2 separate regions of the Ovis aries genome follow, and region 1 is linked to region 2. A link is a contact called in public Hi-C data. All regions are on one chromosome and are shown on one strand. The core of a region is the stretch at or near the end of the contact, and the rest is flanking DNA. Distances in the headings are between cores, read along the strand shown.

Evidence for each region. Hi-C and Micro-C count contacts between places; a contact is called where the count stands out from the background.
Region 1: a Hi-C map of skin fibroblasts shows a contact between it and region 2, with 2.8 times the contacts expected there. The contact joins the promoter of LOC101113728 here to the enhancer-like site in region 2. A contact is called at or near these places in 2 of 16 Hi-C or Micro-C datasets (skin fibroblasts and tail adipose tissue).

Annotation. Positions count from the first base shown.
Region 1 is chr2:102,031,789-102,038,433 of ARS-UI_Ramb_v3.0, forward strand. It overlaps LOC101113728 (clusterin), which reads right to left and starts at 2,341. Exons shown (of 11, transcript XM_060411033.1): 1 at 2,301-2,341; 2 at 1,392-1,519; 3 at 1-750.
Region 2 is chr2:101,551,188-101,557,876 of ARS-UI_Ramb_v3.0, forward strand. The region is part of intron 1 of ACO1 (aconitase 1); the gene reads left to right. Among named protein-coding and RNA genes, the nearest start is that of ACO1, 8.4 kb to the left of the region's middle. Within about 2 kb of position 4,479, at least 7 of the 54 cell types and tissues checked have an H3K27ac peak or open chromatin away from gene starts, as enhancers often do. A contact at or near this core is called in tail adipose tissue, where this site is marked.

The DNA.
Region 1 (6,645 bases), core at 1,091-3,590, 480 kb after region 2:
ACCCCAGGATTGAGAACCCAGCCCTCCCAATCCCCCAGTCCAGTGTTCTTTCCTTGACACCAAGTCACTGAAATTGGAGCCTCAGTTTTTCCATCTGTAAAACGGACCTAATACAGACCTCAGAGATTTGAATTTGTTCTGTAAACACAAGAGTCTTATGTCACCACAGGAAATTCTGACTCCTTCAAAAATAGACGTAGGACCAACTGTGGGCACTGGCACGATATCTTTCAGGGAAGTGGGAGGACATGTAGAGACATGTCCTACATGTAGAGACTGGGACAGAGAAACTGAAGCAGGCACACAGAAGCCACCTGCAGTCCTTCCCTGCTGCAGGCTTTGCCTTAATGAAGCAATCGGCTTCTTAAAAGTACCTGGGAATTAGCCAGGAGTCTTGTTATCACACCAGATTCTGATTCCGAGACTGCTGTGCTAAAAAGCTTCCAAGTAATACTGATACTTGGAGACAGCAATGGCAACCCATTCCAGTACTCTTGCCTGGAAAATCCCATGGACAGAGGAGCCTGGTAGGCTGCAGTCCATGGGGTCACAAAGAGTCAGACATGACTGAATGACTTCACTTTCACTTTTCACTTTCATGCATTGGAGAAGGAAATGGCAACCCACGCCAGTGTTCTTGCCTGGAGAATCCCAGGGACGGCAGAGTCTGGTGGGCTGCCATCTATGAGGCTGCATGGGGTCGGACACGACTGAAGCGACTTAGCAGCAGCAGCAGTAGCAATACTGATACTAGCCGAAGAACAGACAGTATGAGAACAGCGGCTGTGCAGCCAAATTACCCTCCCTTTGCACTAACTCCCCTCCCCTCCCATTTTCAGACCAAGGCACCTGGTTGCCAACTGCTCTGATTAAACAAGCCACTCAAAGGCCCTCCTTTCCCCAGAAGAAGCCATGGGGAGGACACCGTCAGGCAGAGTAAGCTGCAGGGTCCAAAGCCCAAGCTCCCCTCCTACTCCCTCCCCAAATAAGTAAACTCTACCTAAATGAAAAACAAAACAATTCACCTGTAATTCACACCCTCCAGAGGCAAACAATAGCACTGCGGTATCTTTCCTCTTTTCTGTGCAATTGGGTCCTTTACATCTACTATCTTCAAATACACTCTAAAAGCATACTTTCATGGCTGCGTAATAGTCTTTTTTCTGGTGTACCTTGTTTTGCCATCCCACAAGGCTGAGCATTTAAATTGTCTTTAATTTCTGACTATTATTATAATGAACACTCTCAAGAGCATCCTTTTATAGAATTTGTACTTACTCTTAAATTCTTAACCTCACTCTTAAATAGTAATAATCAGCTTCTTTTTTTCAGTAAGTCCAGAAATTCTGGAAGGTCAAGACTTGGGTTCTAATCCCAATTGTGATACCTACTTTCTGTTTATCTTTGGAGACTTTTCTTTCTGTTTATTCTTCCAGATTTTCATCTATAAATTGTGACAGTTTTGAATCAGACGTCTGAAATCTGATGGAGGTTGTGTGGCACGTTTCTCTGATGTACTCTGGGGCATTAGGAAGGAGAAAGAGTTTTTCCAGGTGGCTCAGTGGTGAAGAATCTGCCTGCCAATGCAGGAGACTCAAGAGATGCGGTTCCGTCCCTGAGTTGGGAAGATCCCCTGAAGGAGAAAATGGCAACCCACTCCAGTATTCTTGCCTGGAGAATTTCGTGGACAGAGGAGCCTGGCAGGCTACAGTCCATGGGGTACCAGAGTCGGACACGATGGAGCACGCACACAATGTATACTTAAAACATCATACTTATAAACACACTAGCCAGAGAACTAGAGAATTCGGGAGCAAACAAGATGACTCACGCGCTCAAGCTGACTGCCACCCCTGGAGATATCAGCGCCTTTCCAAGGAAAATGCTGCAGGAAGGCTCTCAGAGCGGGCCAGCTCTGCCACTAACTAGCCTGGCCTCCAGCGTCTGCGGCAGTCCTCCAAATGTCAATTTCCCCATCTTTACAAAAAGAGGTTCACTACACCTATCCTGTTTACCCCCACAGAACTGTGACTGGAGTTCATGAGCAAAAGGGCTCCCGAGTCCTTGCTTGTGCGCCGACCCCAGCAATTTTCGGACCCCGCCAGGCTCGCAGGCGATGGGGTTCCGGTCACCTGCCTTCCCTGATCTCCCGACTCCACTCAAAGCGCCCCTCTGACAGCCCTGTAACTACCAGCGATCATCCTCTCCTAGCCTGGCGGCCACCTCCACCCCCACCCCCTCGCTCATCGTCCCGGCGGCGGGGCTCCACGTAGGGAACTGGAACGGTGGGGACGTCTCACCAGTCACCGCTGCCCGCGCGCTCCTCCTGGCCACGCCGCGTGCACAGCACCGTGAGGCGCCCGTATTTATAGCGCTCCGCTGCGTATACACCCACTTTGGGGCTGGCTGCAAACCTGCATGACTCACGCCCAAAGAATGCCGTAGAAAGCACCGGGAGCTTTCTGGAAGCCCGCGCGGGAGGGGGTGCTGAGATGCGGGGGGCGGGCAGTTGGCTGGGGGTGGAGGGGGGGAGAGATCCGGTGCAGCACTCAGCGGGGGGCGCAGGGGGGCGCTTTGGCACCGCGAAAGGCTCCAGCGGAGACAGACGTTGGGGTGCGGGATCGCACCCTTGGGGCTCAGAGCTGGGGCACGGCGCCCCCAGGAGGGAAGAGCCTGAATTAACGTGCACGGCGAGCCCCCAGCTCCGCAGAAGTGGAGGGATGCTCCGCGCCCCAGGCTGGTGCCTACTCCCAAATCAAAACTCACAATTCCGCTGCCCGATTGAACGTTAATTTCTCACTTGCGCCACTCCTCCGGCTCCATTTAACAGCATCAGAAATAACGGGGCTGTAATGGAGAGGGATGTCGTGATAGAGAAGGAACGCAGAAAGAGTGAAATGACCGCTTCCCAAACCACTACAGTGACCTGGTGATCCCACGGCAGACCTGCTAGGCGGCAGGAACAGAAACAGGTTCTTGGGAATGAACAGAGCATCCGTTTGGGAAATCATAAGGCCTCCCTGACTCTCTGATTCCTGGACCTTAACTAAATGTTGTCCCCATCCACCTGAGATTCAGCCAAACCGAGTGGGCTTCATGAACATGGTACCCTGCTGCCCCGCGCATTATTTGATGAGCTACTGTCCAAGTCTTGAAATTCTCAATCGTGTTTGAACAAGGGGCCCTGCGTTTTCCTTGTGCCCAGGGCCTCTCAAATTATGCTGCTGATCCTGTTTGCAAAAGCCTTCACTCATCTCCACCAGCCCCAAGTTCCCTCTGCTGGCAGGAGGAAGCTTGCCAACAGACTCCCTGTGGCAGGGGGCTTTGATGGGGATGAGGGGTGGGAGCCCTTATGCCACCCCCTGGCAGGGAGGGGACCAACCCAGAAGCACCACAGGCATAGCGATTAATACTTCGTGGGGAAGAAACCGAGTCAGGCACTCTGGTCCAGGATGTTTGAGCCCTAAGAGAAAGGCCTAGGGGCTTGAGGGTGGTTCTCGCCCTGGCTGGGTGAAGATGGGTGTGCAGGGCAGGTGGGGACAGTTTGGTTCACTTGCCAACTGAAAACCGGCGAGATGAGGGGCAAAGAGGAGAGTCCTATGGCAAGGGGCTGAGTATTCCTGCTCACAGCTTTCAACATACAGCTTCAGACCCAGTCCCTGGTTGCCCAAGGTTCGGGGCAACTAGAACTCCACCCTTTTCAGGACAGAGCACAGAGGGAGCTTCTAGGCAAGTGAAAAACAGGGAGAAAGTGTATGTGGGAGCAAAAGGGGGGAGGAGTGTTGCATAGAATTCTGACGGAGCTCTTAGCTCCATCCTGAGGATCTGGGTGACCTTGGCCAGCCCGAAGATTTTAACCCCCACACCCCATCCGGGCTCCTCAGTTCTCAAGTTTCTTCCTTTTGGACAATGAGGAATCTGGAATGTATCATCTCTGAGGTCCCCTTCAACGTCACCAGGAGCAATGCCAAGTGTGAGAAGATCATCAGCCCAGAAGGAAGAAGAAAAAAAAAAAAAATCCAACCAGAATTTGCAACAGTATTTCTCCCATGAGGCTTCACTTTATCTTCCTGAAAAAGTCTAATTATCAGTAACAGCTACATTTTCTATGGAAACTGCTACCTCTTTCGCATTCTATCAATGCCCCCAGACCAGATGGATTCTCTTTGAGCTCCCTCCTTGTAACTTTTCTGTTCTGTGACTCCCCAGCATCTGGTACAGTAAGCACAAATCTGTAATAATTATATTTTTTTCAAAATCAGACTTTGGAGGACAAGATAAGGATATCTGCCTTAGTCAGCTGAAGCAGGGGAAGGGAGGAGAAGAAGGGACTGGGAGAAAATAACATGATTCACAGCCTCAACTGTGGTCCTCTGGGAGCAATTACTTGATGACTCCAGCTCCCCACTAAGCACACAAGGCTCAGAAGATGAAACCTAAAGGGGAAAAGTGCACCGTAAATGCATAAACTAGATTTTAAATAGTCTAAAGCCCTCACCCAATAGTTGATTCTTTCTTTTTAACTTTCATTGGAATGTAGTTGATTTTTTACAATGTTGTATCAGTTTCAGGTGTACAGCAAAGTGAATCAGTTATATATTCACATATCCACTCTTTTACATTCTTTATTCATATAGGTCATTACAAGCTGTTGAATAGAGCTCCTTGTGCTATACAGTAGGTCCTTATTAGTTACCTAGTTTATATATAGTACTGTGTATATGTCAGTCCAAATCTCCCAATTTTGATCCCTCCCCTCCCCTTACCTCTGGGCAACCATAAGTTTGTTTTCTACATCTGTACTTTAGTTTCCGTTTTGTAGATGCATTCGTTTATACTCTTTTTATATTTATTTTAAAGTTTTTTTTTTTTTAATGAATGTGTTACCATATTGCTTTTGTTTTATGTTTTGAGTTTTGGCCACAAGTCATATGGGCTCTTAGGTCCCCAACCAGGGATCGAACCTTTACCCCCTGCATTGGAAGGCAAAGTCTTAACCACCAGACCTCCAGGGAAGTCCCCTTATACCTTTTTTTTTTTTTTAGATTCCACTACTTGATTCTCAACTGCCCCCAACTACCACCACCACTGCCACATTCCCATCAGGTGGTCAGCCTGGCCTCTGTTTGGATGCCCCCAATAAATGAGTGCTCACTACCTCCACGCGTGAAATCATCTAGAAAACTGTCCACAGAGTTAGTTGTCTGTACAGCTTGTTGAAGTCAGAGTCTGGCTCCTGCAAGGGACAATCTCAGATCCAGGTCTGTCATCTGGAGCCACACAGAGAAAACCCAATCCATCTCCCTACTGCTAGTAGCCCTTCAGCTATTTGAAGGGCTAATTCATTACTCCCAGCATTTCCCAGGCTTGTCACTGCCTGCTCTGTCACTGTGTGCAAATTCTTCCCCAACCCTTTGGCCTTCTGCACCTTGCCTCTTTTGAGCTCTGGGCCTGCCAATACAGGTGAGGACTGACCACAGGCCAGAGGAGGACCACCTGCTCTCTTGCACAAACACTCAAGATAAGCTTTTATTCAGCTGCTGAGTCACTTGGCTGATTCATATAGAATTGATCTTTTTTTGGCAGACGCTGCTGTTTAGTCATTTTTCTCCCATTACAGACTCAGGCGGTCGGGTTTGGGGTTTGGGGCTTGATTTTTTTCCTTGGAGTGGGGGAACCATTGGGGAGGGGGCAGGGCAAAAGTAAAGAGCTTTACGTTTAGCTGTTCATCTGTTTCTGCTTTACCTACCATTTGTCCCCTGTTTGGTGGTATCTTTGTCATGCACCCACCCCACCACCACCATCATGGTCCAGCTCTGTACCAGCAGCTTAACTACCACTGATGTAAGTGGAACAAGCTAGAAATGGATGAAAGCAGTAAATACTCCATGGCCTATAATTAAGAATCACCCTCCAGGCTCTAATTATAATTTGGGTGTATTCAGTCATAAAAAAAAATAATGGATAATAAAATCATAAGTGATAAAGTCGGCCTAGAGCTGATGCAGAGGCATTGTACTGCTCTTTCAGGGCTTCCCGAAGTCTGGAAAATTCGGCTCCATCCACTGTGTTTCCCTTATTTTCCCAAATAGGATCTCTTTGGGAAAAGATCTGATGCTAGTCTCTCTTGAGTTGCTTTTCATAGACCTATAAGTAGGCAAATACTACTTAAACTATCTTCACTGTTAATCCTTCATTGGTATAAGAGATTAAATTGGGGTTGTAGGGTAAAAGAGAATGTGTCATCTTAATGTTAACATATCCAGGGTGATGGCAGCAGCAACTCTCACGGCCTCTGAGAAAACCCAGTTTCCACGTGACCAGCAGTCTGGATGTAGTTGTCCTTTTGAATGTTTGCCACTCTGTTGGGTGAAACTGACATTTTGCTCTCTTACTCTGTTTGCGTGTTTATTGTTTTCAGCTCTTCCTTTTAAAATAGTTTCCTTTTCTGTGACTTGCTCATTCATATTATTTGTTCTGTTGGGTGAGTCATCCTTTTCTAAGTTGAAGTATAGTTGATTTATAGTGCACCCCTTTTTCTACAATGTATAGGAGCTCTTTAAATAAATGATGTAATCCTCTGTGTATTGCAGATGTTTTTACCAAGCTCTCATGTCTTTTACCTTTCATAATGGAGGTTCTTAA
Region 2 (6,689 bases), core at 3,229-5,728:
AGCCTGGGATGTTCAGTTGCTAAGTCGTGTCTGACTCTTTTTGACCCCATGAACTGCGGCATGCCTGGCTTCCCTGTCCTTCACTGTCTCCTGGAGCTTGCTCAAACTCATGTCCATTGGGTCAGTGATGCCACCCAACCATCTCATCCTCTGTTGCCCCCTTCTCTGGGATTGGCTATGGGGAACATGCAAAGCCAGGAAGCTCTCTAAACATGACATGGATTTGGGAGCCAGACCAGATTCTTGAAGTCAGTGTGTATATCCTGATGCATAAAACTACCAAAGTGATAGCACACTCTGAACCAATCACTTTCCAAATTCCTCAGGTTGTAGAAATTGATCTACTTTCTGATGAATTGGCAAGGCTGCTCAGTATGAGTGCTAGTGGGCTTCTCTCTCATTTCTGTTTCTGTGACTTCAGAACTTTGAGGAAACCCATCTTTGAACTGTGGGAATTGCCTGGGCTCTTGCTCAAACTGACACGGATGGAGCATTTCATTATTCTTCAACCTCATCATCCTTTCATGATCATGACTGTAAACTTACAAAGCAAAGTACACATTGTGGCTTAGCTCTTGAAGGAGGCGTGTCGGTCTAAGAAAGAGTTCTGCTACAGACTTACCAGGTTGGAACTTTTGGTTGTAAAGAGAAGTGAACGAATCATTGTGGACAGTTGGTTACATGCGAGAACTACACAGACATACTCAGGATAGTTGTGTAATAGTGGTAGCATCAAGACCAGCACTTGCTATGTTATGCTGGGCCTGCCCCAGCAGTCCAGCGGTTAGGACTTGAGCTTCCGCTGCAGGGAGCACGGATCCTATTCCTGGTCAGGGAATTCAGATCTCACAAGCCTTGTGGCACAGCCAAAACAATAAGAATTGTTATGTTTCATAAAACCTTATCTGCTCAGATAAGGAATCAGTTACATTTTAAGGCTGGTGATGCCTGATAATGGATTTTTTACATCAACCCATACTTCAGAAGCCATCGGTACTGAAATTACATATACTATATGTAATTTAATCTATATGTATGATTACTATATATAATCATCTATACTGAAATATACATCTATACAAATTTATACTGAAATCAAGGGTATTTTAGGGGCAATTAGAGGGCAGCTATCTAGTCCTCACTACTCTATTGGCTTCCCTTGTAGCTCAGATGGTAAGGAATCTGCCTTCAATGCAAGAGACCGTGGTTTGATACTTGAGTCAGGAAGATGCCCTGGAGAAGGGAATGGCAACCCACTCCAGTATTCTTGCCTGGAGAATCCCATGGACAGAGGAGCCTGGTGGGCTATAGTCCACAAAGAGTCGGACATGACTACCTCAAATTATCCAAATTATCTAGTCCTCACATATGTACTTTAGAGTTGGAAGATTGTTTTAAAAAGTGAGATTTAACTTTTTAAATCTATTTGGTTAATGTAGGTTTTTGGATGAGGAGTAACTATAAGATTCTCTGCTTGTTTGGAAACGCATAGGGCAAGGGAGTTGGCCACTGGTGGCTCAGTGGTAAAGAGCCTGCCTGCCAATGCAGGAGACATGAGTTCGATCCCTGAGTTGGGAAGATCCTCGGGGGAAGGGATGGGCAACCCACTCCAGTATTCTCACCTGGAAACTCCCATGGACAGAGGCGCCTGGCGGGCTATAGACTATGGGGTTGCAGAGTCGGACACAACTGAGCAACTAAAAACAAAACACAAACTGGCCACTTTCCAGCCATGGGGTGTTGACAGGTTATCAATACGTATCGTCTGCGATCCTCAGTCTTCTCATCTGTGCAGCTGGGGGGTGATCCCTATGTCACAGTTGTTGAGGGACCATATTAGATGCTGTGGACAAAGTGTCGGGCACTCCACAGGGGCTCAGCTCACGTCAGCTGGCTGCAGCGCCATGGAGTGATGTAGCACTCACAGCAGAGGCCTGTCCACACTTCTCTTAGCCCAGACCTCCTGAGCTCCAGGCCCATGTGTGCTGCTGCCTGCCATTCCTCTTCAAGGCAAATTCTCCGTCTGAAAGCAGTACCCAGGTGTTTGTCCTGGTCACTGGCTCTGCCACGTTGCGCAGATGGGGAACACAGAGCCATCCGAGATCGCTCTTCCTCCCCCACCCTCAGCCCGTTCTCCTTTCTTAGCTGCCCCCGGGATCTGTTGCCCTGCCCCCCACTTCTGACTTGATGACTGCAACAGCACCATAACCTGCCTCCCTGATGCCAGCCTAGCATCCTTCCCCCAAGTCAGCTCCTATCTCAACCAGCGTGCCTGCATGCTAAGTCGCTTCCATCGTGTCCTACTCTGTACAACCTATGGACTGTAGACCACTGAGCTCCTCTGTCCATGGGGCTTTCCAGGCTAGAATACTGGAGTGGGTTGCCACACCCTCCTCCAGGGGATCTTCCCAACCCAGAGATCCAACCCACATCTCTTTATGTCTCCTGCATTGGAAGGTGGGTTCTTTATCATGAGCGCCACCTGGGAAGCCACCTCTACCAGAGGGATGTATAATATCCAATCAGATCTTGAAGATTTCAGCTAAGAACCTTTTAACATGTCTCCCTTCAAGTCTTTCTGCACCTTTCTTCAAGGTCCCTCGTGATACGGGCCCCACCCTTCCCCTCTCCTCTGAGCTCCGCCATCATGAACCTCCCCTTCAGACGCGTGGAACAGCTCTGTGACATCCACGGGGTCTCACTTCCATACCTTCACATGTGCTGTCTTCTCTGCCCGGAATATTTTTTCCCTGATTCCCTCCCTCAGTGTAGTTCTCCAAGACTCCTGCATGGTGTCACCTATCCCCAGAGGCCTTCCTGACCCCTTCCCATACTGGATCAGGTGCTCTCCTTCGATGCTTCTTTTGTCTGTCTTTGGCAGCATTGTGAGGCATATGGGATCTTAGTTCCCTGACCGGGGATTGAACCCGCCCTCTATAGTGGAAGTGTGGAGCCCTAACCACTGGGCCGCCAGGGAATCCCCCGTGGAGTTCCCTTTATCGGCCTGCATCCACCACTGCTGCGGGATGGACTGCTTGATCATGTCATAACCTCCTGACCAGTCTGTGTAATTGAAGATGGCGGGGAGGCGGGGGGAGCGCTATGTCTTTATCCCATCAAAGTCAAACCAGTGTCTTTCACGGTTGAATGTAAAACTGAATCTGCAGTAGTCCCTTTTCTTGGACAGACCAGCAGCTCAGAAACCAGATGCGTCGTAGTCAAATGCTGCTCTAATGCTTGTCCCATCTTTGACCCAGTGAAGTGGCCATTGCATGTGGATGCTGTGTGGCCCTGTGGGCCACTGAGATGGGGTTACAGCATTATTGCTCAAGAGCTGGGCTTAAGGGCAGATGCACTTGACTTTGAGTTCCCTTTCAGCACTCCTGCTATCTGGCAGCTGCTTTCCCACTCCTAACCACCTGACTGTGGGGGAAAAAAAACAGTAGCATCAGGTCCTCCCTGCTGCTGCCTTTCTTCTGGAAAACCAAGAAATGTGGGTTTATAGCTCAAACTTCTGAGAAATTGACCAGCATGAGTCATCACTGTTGGATCCCAGCAGTGCTGAAGTGGGTGGGGGCAGATCACCTCAGAACCTCGGTGAATTCATGGAGAGAAATGCTGCCCGGAGTGACCTCTGGCATCCTGATGCCCAACCCTTTTGTGGTGACATTCTTTCTAATTTCTAAAATTCGAGTTAGAGAAGTTCATTACCAAGGAACTACTAAGTGAGGTAGGAGCTCGAGGGACTCACGTCGCTTCCCTTGCCCTTGGGACTCAGATATATCAGGGCTTGGCTGGGGTCTCTGCAGGTGTCGTTTTGGAAACCCTACTGGTGATGGTGGGTTGCTGCAGGGTAGGGAACCGCAGTTTAAGAAGGGCAGCCTTAAAGAGGACTGGCCTCAAAGAGAAGAGGATGAGGTCCAGAGCGGGGCTAGTTAAGATGCCTAGTTCTGATGGGTCCTGCCCTTGCTGCTGCTGCTGCTTCCTTTTTTAAAAGTTTATTTATTTATTTATTTATTTGGCCGAACTGGGTCTTAGTTGCAACCTGTGATCTAGTCCCCTGACCAGGGATGGAAATGGAGCCCTCTGCACTGGGAGCACAGAGTCAGCCATTGGACCACCAAGGAAGACCCCTCCCTGCCCTGCTTCTTCCTTTACTCTCTGGACAAATGTTCCACGACCACACAGTGACTTGCCTTCCTCAGTGCATCTCCAGAATAATAAATGTGAAGTTCACCAAGACTTTCTTATGAACCTATCTATATTAGCTCGTAGTGATACCAGAAAATAAAAATAACTATTTCTGCTCTTTGGGGTTTGTGCTACTGTAGTTAACTTTAAATGAGCTTAAAAGATGTGTCAGGCAAGCTTTCTGTGTTGGGAATTGCATGCGGTGATGTGCCATCTTGGGCACTGAGCCTCAAAGAGGCGAGAGGGGCTTGTTCAGACAGTGCCGTGGTCACAGGGCTATGATCCACCCAAATTCTGACCACTGCCTTTGGCTGTGGCTGTGCACATCTGCTGAGTGAGTCATGATCACTTCTATGATACATCCTGAAAATTTCCAATGTGACTTAATGAAGTTTGGAGGAACAGAAAGGTTAGATTTCAGGAAGTAGCTACTTCTTAAATGACAATCAGATGTTTTCATATTATGAGTTAGTATCTTACCAAACCTAAATTCTGGTGTTGGAAATGTACAGTTTAAACCACTTCTAAAGTTAGGAGCGCACTTTGTGGTTGGCCCTTGGTCCGAGTTCCTACGGTGACGGGCTCTGCTATACCCAACCTCAGTCTTCTCCTTTCCTGCCCTCGCTCACCCCTTCTGCCTTCCCTCAGACCCACCTCGGGGCCTTCGCATGTGATCTGACCCCTCCTCCAGATTCCCCTCACTTCCTCCACAGTTTTTCTCAAGTGGCTCCATGTCAGTGAGGTCTTCTTTGATCACCTGATAACACTTCACAGAACATGCCCTACTGCCTGGTCCTGCTTTATCCATGGAACCGGTCACAGCCTGACATTCTGTTTCTGTATTTATTTGTTTAGTCTCCCCCTACTGAAATGGAAGCACCATGAGGGAGCTTTGTCAATTTTGTTCCTGAGTGCCTAAGACATATTACATGGTTAATCTAAAGATACATTGAACAAATGAATGAATGAATTATAGAATCTTTTTCACCCAGAAAGGACTTTTTAGATCATCAAGTAGCCCTGTGTTACAGACTGGGGAACTGAGGCCTAGAAAGGTTCTGTGGCTTATTTCGAATGAAATTGCTGCTGCTGCTAAGTTGCTTCATTTGTGTCCGACTCTGTGCGACCCCATAGACGGCAGCCCATCAGGCTCCTCTGTCCCTGGGATTCTCCAGGCAAGAGTAGTGGAGTGAGTTGCCATTTCCTTCTCCATCGAATGAAACTAAATCCTTCAAAAACTGTTACAGCTCTTTTAAAAACTCTAGGAATATATGTGGAGCACTCTGGCCAGTGGTCCAGGATGAGACAAAAGAGTTAGTTAAAATTGTAATAAGTTAACTTGTGATAAGTTAAAATTGTAACCCAGAGTGACAAGTTATTGTGTGACTGCAAAGCTTTCTGAAGGCAGAGTCTCATTAATTTCTGTGGTGTAAAGTGCACCTTGCATTAATCAGTGCCTGAGAAAAATGTGCTGATGGATTTGCTAATATTCTTATAAAGCCATTCCTTCTCCAAGACCCTCCTTCTGCACTGAGACAGGAGGGAAGAGGACAGGATGCAGCCTTTGAAAGAAGAACATATTCTGAGGATATGACAGAAGCTGGGTAGAAACCACTAGATTCAAGATGGCAGGAGACTCAGTTTCCCACAGACCTTGAGCCTCATTGTACACTCGCTGTAACACATTAATGCTGTCATGTCTGACTCTGGGATCTCATGGACTGTAGCCCGCCAGGCTCCTCTGTCCATGGAATTCACCAGTAAGAATACCAGAGTGGGTTGCCATTCCCTTCGCCAGGAGTCTTCCTGACCCAGGAATTGAATGCAGGTCTCCTGCATTGCAGGCAAATTCTTTACCATCTGAGCCACCAGGGAAGCCCTGTAATTAGCATATACTAAATGTCTCACAGGTGCCATGACAGTTATAGGGCCAACCATAGAAAGTCAAAAAGCAGGAGTTGCCCCAGTTCCTGGAAATCCCCACCCCCTCACCAAGATAGCTAGAATATTCCTCCTCCTCAGTATCCAGTGAAATTCCCCAGCCCATAGAAACCAACCACCCCTACACTCGGGGTCTGGTCCCCTTTCCAAGAGGACCCCATGCCCTAGGCCACCTCTCACCTTAGGAGATGGCCCACACTCTATCTATGGACAGAGTGTGGGTCTCTCTAAAAAAAACCCATTTTCACTTTACCATGGCTCACCTTGAATTCTTTCCTGCACAAAGCCAAGGGCCCTCACTTGGCCACTCGAGACCTAGGACATGACCATTCTTTCTTGCCCCATTTTTCATACAACAGCACTACCTTTTTTCCCCCCATTCTCTGCCAGAATAGATAATTGCACTTATGACTTCTCCTTTAAAATTCTTTTGGTTGCAAGTATCACATTTAAGAGATTTTTGTATTATTTTTTGTGTTTTTCTTTTTCCCCAAGTACTTTTATGAACAGCTAGGAAGATCAAAGAAATGATTTGGTCTCTGAAAATTGGGCTTCCT